Linked DNA regions of Ovis aries: region 2 is linked to region 1. Evidence: chromatin contacts called from public Hi-C data. All regions are on one chromosome and are shown on one strand. The core of a region is the stretch at or near the end of the contact, and the rest is flanking DNA. Distances in the headings are between cores, read along the strand shown. Region 1 holds the start of CCR5 (C-C motif chemokine receptor 5). Region 2 overlaps FYCO1 (FYVE and coiled-coil domain autophagy adaptor 1).

Region 1 (3,003 bases), core at 107-2,606:
ATGAGAAAGCTGAGGGTAGGGCCAGGCTTTGAGTTCAGGCAATTGACTGCAGAGCCCACTTCAGCAGGTTTGGGGTCTTCTCAGGTCGCAGTCCGCGCTGGCGTGTTTCTTAGCCTGTGGCGGAGGAAACAAAAGCATGCAGAGGGCCCTCCTGTGGCTCGGGGCTGGCTCTCAGTTCTGTTCTATGTTCTCGGTTCTGCTGTCAACAATTGAGGTTTTTAGATAAGTAACCAACCACCAAGGAAGCCTGGGGTGACTGCAGATATTGAAATAGAATCCTGAGCTTGACCCTTTTCTTGTGCCATTTGCTGCCTGTTTCATGTTGAAAAATTCTCAAGAGAAATTCCAGATAGACTGTATCCTTGGAGTGTGGGACTCTGCTACCTATGTCCCTGGCACAGTACAACTACCCACAAACACGGGCTGCCTTGGAGGGCCGCAAAACGGTGAACAAGGAGGGTAACATTTTATAATGACGTGGCCTCAAGGTACTTGATCTGGAGAAAGATGGGCAATACATTCAGCTCACAGGTGAACGTACAGTAAAAACCCTTAAGCAGCCAGCTATTTTAGTTTGCAGAGGAAAATAGTATTGGGTGATGAGTGTATGTGTGTGAGTTGCGGGAGGAAAGAAGGGGTAGTGAGGGAGTGAACAAAGCCGGGGGGGGGGGCGTGCATGCTCAGTCCCTCAGTTGTGTCAGATTTCTTGCAAACCCATGGACTGTATGTAGCCCACCAGGCTCCTCCATCCATTTTTCTAGGCAAGAATACTTAAGTGGTTTGCCATTTCCTCCTCCAGGCGATCTTTCCATCCCAGGGATCAAACACACATCTCCTGTGTCAGCAAGCAGGTTCTTCACCACTGAGCCAGCTGGGAAGCCCAGGTTTAGGGGGATAACAGGGTTAATGTGAGAGGTTCCCTCCACTTTAAAGTCAGTTTCAGCTGGCTTCCACAAATAGCAAGTGGGTCAGAATCTCTCACCCTCTGAGCCTCCCCATTGATAAGCCCTACAGTCTAGTACAAATCATTTGTCCCTTGGACAGAAGTTTCTTTCAGTAAAACATGGCCCTTTGACTAGATGCTCATGTTCTTCTAGTTCTAATATCCTTTAATTCCTTCTTTTTTCTAACCATTTGGGTAGTTGGGTGAACTAAGAAGCAAAAAGAAATTGCGTAGTCAGGGAAACCCATGAATAAAGTTTCAGATTAGACATCTATTTTCTGTCTATTTTAAGCTCAATTTAAGAAAAAAAAAAAAAAAGGACTGGTCTTTGATGATTTTTTGCACGGCCAGATACTTAGTCAGTAAAACTCCGCCCCCAATTCAGAAGAAACTGTGCATTTCCTACTTTTATGCTGTCTATATGTTTGACTTGCACAGCTCAGCTGGTCAGAGGAGTTGAGACATCCGTTCCCCTACGAGAATCTCTCTCGGTAAGTTATCTCTCAGCTAACTTTGCCTATTTCTTAGCGCAGCTTGAGTGATGAGTAAAAGCCTTTACAGGAAACCATAGAAAACATCAGAAATACACCAGGCGTTCACTGAACTATCTTAAACTATAATCTTTAAGTAAGGAAAAAGTTAAGAGTTTAGAATCAGTTTCAGGCTGTGATAACATCAAAGATACAAAACAGGATTATGAATGGAAGACTATAAAAAGCCCTCACCTTTCAAAAGAAAGATATTTTCAGAGAATAATTACTGGCCAAAACTTTGACAGACATGATCTTTTGGTTAGGAGAAATAAAACCTCCTCAGCAGGATGCCCTCTGAACATGTGCCCAGCCAGAAGCTGTGTCTAAGTCTCCTTTTATTTCTGCCAAGAAAAGAAGGAAGCCTGAAAATTGTCCAAATTAATAACAAGTTATAAATATCAAATCAACTTTCATAGCAAATCTAGTTGATTCTTTTTCTGGCTCAGAATTTAAAGGTGAGATTTTTCTGTGAGCTTTTCCCAGCTGCTTAATCTGAGGTACTGGGAGCTTGAGTCTCACAGGGACTAATTAGAGAAAATTCTCAGTCAAGCGGTGGGACCTAAATAGACCAGGCAAGTTAGTGGGTTGTGAAGGAACTAAGCTAATACAGGATGTATGCTAGGAGATGAAACACTGTCCACTTGACCACTTCTTATGTATTAGGGGAGGGGGTCCCTTAATCATAGCAGCTCAGAAACTACAAACACAAACTTCAGAGAAAATATGAGAATGGCAATCGGGACTTGACAACTGGCTGCTGGCTCCTATGACCTTCTCCAGGGACTCGGGCATCAGTCTGTCTCATTTTGACTACATCAAGGCTCCAGGCTGACAATCCTGCTTGTAGTTCTCTCACCAAGGAGTGAAAGACAGGGACCACAGCAGATAAGTTACAGTCAGCACTGACTGCCTTCAAAATTAGTTGCTTACTCCCTGTGGGTCTTTGGGGAAGTTACTCATCTTCTCTGTGCTCTGAGGTTCTTATTTGCAAAACGGGGAAAATAAACCTGACCTGCCTCACTGAGTCACCTTGAGGATTAACTGAATGAGTGAAGTGAAGCTTAGAACAGTGCTTAGCAGGCAAAGTGCCCTAGAGAACTGTTCATTATCACCAGCAAGCTCCTAATGATGCTATGTGTAAGCTAACTCCAGGGAATGACAGCTTAAGAACAGACACGGTTGGACAGTTCCTGACCCAGTTTCTGGACATTGTTATCACAGCTTCATTCACTGCATGTGGCTACACAACATCCAATTTTATTTGGTGAGATGATTGATGCTCTCCGTCTAGTAAACAGAGTGTTAGTCGCTCAGGCGTGTCTGACTCTTATGACCCCATGGATTATAGCCCACCAGGCTCCACTGACCATGGAATTCTCCAGGCAAGAATACCGGAGTGGGTTGCCATTTCCTTCTCCAGGGGATCTTCCCAACCTAGGGATCGAATCCAGGTCTCCTGCATTGCAGGCAGATTCTTTACCATCTGAGCCACCACGGAAACCCAAAGCAGAGAAGCTAGCAGCAAAC
Region 2 (2,769 bases), core at 166-2,665, 260 kb before region 1:
CATCAATTCTCACAGTCTCATCAGGAGTCTGGCCTTAGCCTGCTTCTCTGATTTGTTTGCGCTCTCTCCAGATGCCCTCAGTATACAGTCACTGCTGACATTACCCGTGATTACTGAGCCAAGAAAATGGACGTGAGAGTTCACAGTCCAAAGCACCTCAGTCTCTCATGTACTTTCCTGTTTTTTCCCACCAGGGGGCGGTCTCCTCCTTCTTCACAGGTCAGGGATACAACTCAGGCTACTGAGCCGGGGACATGCAGCTGGTCCCTATTAAAATGCGCTTAAGTACAAAATTACAAACCAGATATTGAAGATATAGTACAAAAAAAGAGAATGCAAAATATTTTATTAGTAAATGTAATAAATTGGCCACATGTTGAAATGGCAACATTCTAGACAGATTAAATAAAAGATACTCTTAAAATCAATTCTACCTATTCTTAGAATTTTAAAAATATGTGCAGTAGAAAATTTTAAATTGCATGTGTGGCTTACTTACTATTTCTGTGGGACAATATAGGTTTAGAGGCTCCTTGCCAATGGCAAACTCTAAGGGAGGTCTGCAGAATCCTTGGGCTCCAAGGAACTCAGAAAATCATTCACTTGACTCTGCTCATGAAGAAACTGAGGCACAGATGGGCCAACAACTTTACCAAAGTGATCCAGGTAATATGATCCTGGGTTTAGATTAGAATGCAAGTGTCTTAGACCCTATTTTTAAAAAACCTCTCCTACTGTGGAGGCCTTTGAACGCCACAGGAGGACCTAGGCACAAGCCTCTCTGCTGGACCTTTTAGGCCCCTTATCAAGGAATTTCACCACCTTAGGCCTCTCCCTCATGCTCCCACAGGTAGGTCTCCTGCACAGCCAGGGGCTACTCTCTGTTGCTTCCTTGGCCCACGATGAGCCTGTCTCTGCTGGGAAGCCCAGCCCTGCCTTAGGGCTCTATCTCATTGCTTCCTGGCTGACAGCCTCGCTAGGGACCCTGGAGACTAGCAGGGACTACATAACCCTTCTTGCCCTTTTATCTTCAACTACCCTCCAGACTTGCCTTGCAGTCCCGCCCGCCTCCCAGGGGACCATCATAGCTCTTGCTGGAATAAGTCCAACCCAGCTGGAAGGACAAGAAAACAGAACCAGCTAGACTTGTCACTTGCTGACCCCGTGTCCACCACACTCTGTCAGTACAGAGGGCTCACGTCGCCCATGGGCCCTGCTTGCAGAGGGGGCACTGGTGGTCACATGGCTGGTGAGTCACATGAGAACTGAAAATACCCTTCAGTGGGGTGACTTCTCTGAAGTGGACGCATGAATCAGCAGGGAGGAAGCTGGGAGGCAAGGCCAGACCTTGTGTTGCAGGCAGGATCTTACGTGCAAGCCCTGACACCACAAAGCTTTCCCACCGCAGCCCTGCAGGACCAGTAGCATCGTGGGTCGGCTGCAGTTTGCTTTGTCGTAGGGCTTGAGGCTGGAACACATGTGTGAGCCTGCACCGGTATGGGTCTGCCCTGATGGGAAGAAGTCCCTGTTTCTGGTGCCTCCTGCTCAGGAGGGCTGCAATGAGCAGGAGCAGAGGGTCTCAGCCCCGCTCCCTCCCTGGGTGTGGCCGCAGTTGCCTAGGGAGTTGCCGCACTGTGCCTGCAGCCTCCTGTCTGCCTCTTCCGAACGCAGATTGGAGAACTGCTGAATCATGGGGCTGTAAGAGAACCCGTGTGCTGAGGATCAGCAGTCACAAGATGAGGGCTCTCTTCCCAGCTCTCCCATAGCTCTAGCTGTGCAATTGTGGGTAATCACTGTGTGTCTGAGGCTCACTTCCTCACTTGTGTAATGGGTATATTAATTATCTGTCACTCTTAAAAACTCTGTCAGAATGTAGTGGGTCACACAGTAAGTATTATCTGTCTGTGGTTCGAATATCTGTGAGCGACTCACCGACTCACTGAGGTGGTTTCAGCTCGTAGTGTTTCATGGAATGAGGTCAAGATGTCCTTTGGGGCTGCAGTCATCTGAAGGCATGACTGGGGCTGGGGGCTCTGCTTTCCAAGACAGCTTTGTTCACATGGCTGCTGGACAGAGGCCCTGGTTCCTGGACACAGGTGTCCTCCGTGGAGATGCTTGAGTATCCTCCTGGCATGGTAGCTGGCTTCCGCCAGAGTGAGCAATCTAAGAGAGCAAGACAGAAGCCACAGTATTTTTATGCCCAAGCTTCTGCAGTCATGCACTGTCGTTTCTGCACTATCTCACCTGCTACCCAAGTCAGGCCAGCTCAGGGATGTGAACACCAGAGGCATAAACCACTGGGGACCATTGTGACGGCTGGCCACCACCTTAGTAGTGATTAGTAGTATCTGCCGTGCCCATCTCACGGAGCCATCGCGCAGTTTTGTTTGCATACCCACTGCAAGAAAAACCATTAACCAGAGGATGCATCTGGTAAGAGTTGAGACAGCAAGCAGCAGCTAAAAACAGCCGTGAAAAGGGTTGCTGGGGACTGGACTCCGAGGCCGTCACAGGGAACCCTATGACAAGTACAGGAGCGCCAGCGTAGGAATGTGGTGGCTGCAAGGCCTCTAGGCCTCTTCGCTGTCCCCAAATGAAGGCACAGTTCAGAGACAATTAGGAACGTGCCCGGCAGTGTGCCTATTACACATGGTGCTCACGGAAGGGAGGTTTGCTCAACCTTAAGTGTTCTTTCTGAGGAAAGTAGGCGGGTCACAGTCTCAGGACTTCCAGGAGAGCTGCTGGGCCGAAATGGAGGTTGAGTTGTGC

What was found. Hi-C and Micro-C count contacts between places; a contact is called where the count stands out from the background.
Region 2: a Hi-C map of liver shows a contact between it and region 1, with 6 times the contacts expected there. The contact joins the enhancer-like site here to the promoter of CCR5 in region 1. A contact is called at or near these places in 11 of 16 Hi-C or Micro-C datasets (blood, hypothalamus, liver and 4 more).

The regions. Positions count from the first base shown.
Region 1 is chr19:53,023,011-53,026,013 of ARS-UI_Ramb_v3.0, reverse strand. CCR5 (C-C motif chemokine receptor 5) reads left to right here and starts at 1,356. Exons shown (of 2, transcript XM_004018512.6): 1 at 1,356-1,434.
Region 2 is chr19:53,284,382-53,287,150 of ARS-UI_Ramb_v3.0, reverse strand. The region is part of intron 2 of FYCO1 (FYVE and coiled-coil domain autophagy adaptor 1); the gene reads right to left. It overlaps XCR1 (X-C motif chemokine receptor 1), which reads right to left. Exons shown (of 7, transcript XM_060402614.1): 3 at 2,681-2,769; 4 at 1,933-2,163. Among named protein-coding and RNA genes, the nearest start is that of XCR1, 44 kb to the right of the region's middle. Within about 2 kb of position 1,415, at least 13 of the 54 cell types and tissues checked have an H3K27ac peak or open chromatin away from gene starts, as enhancers often do. A contact at or near this core is called in hypothalamus and liver, where this site is marked.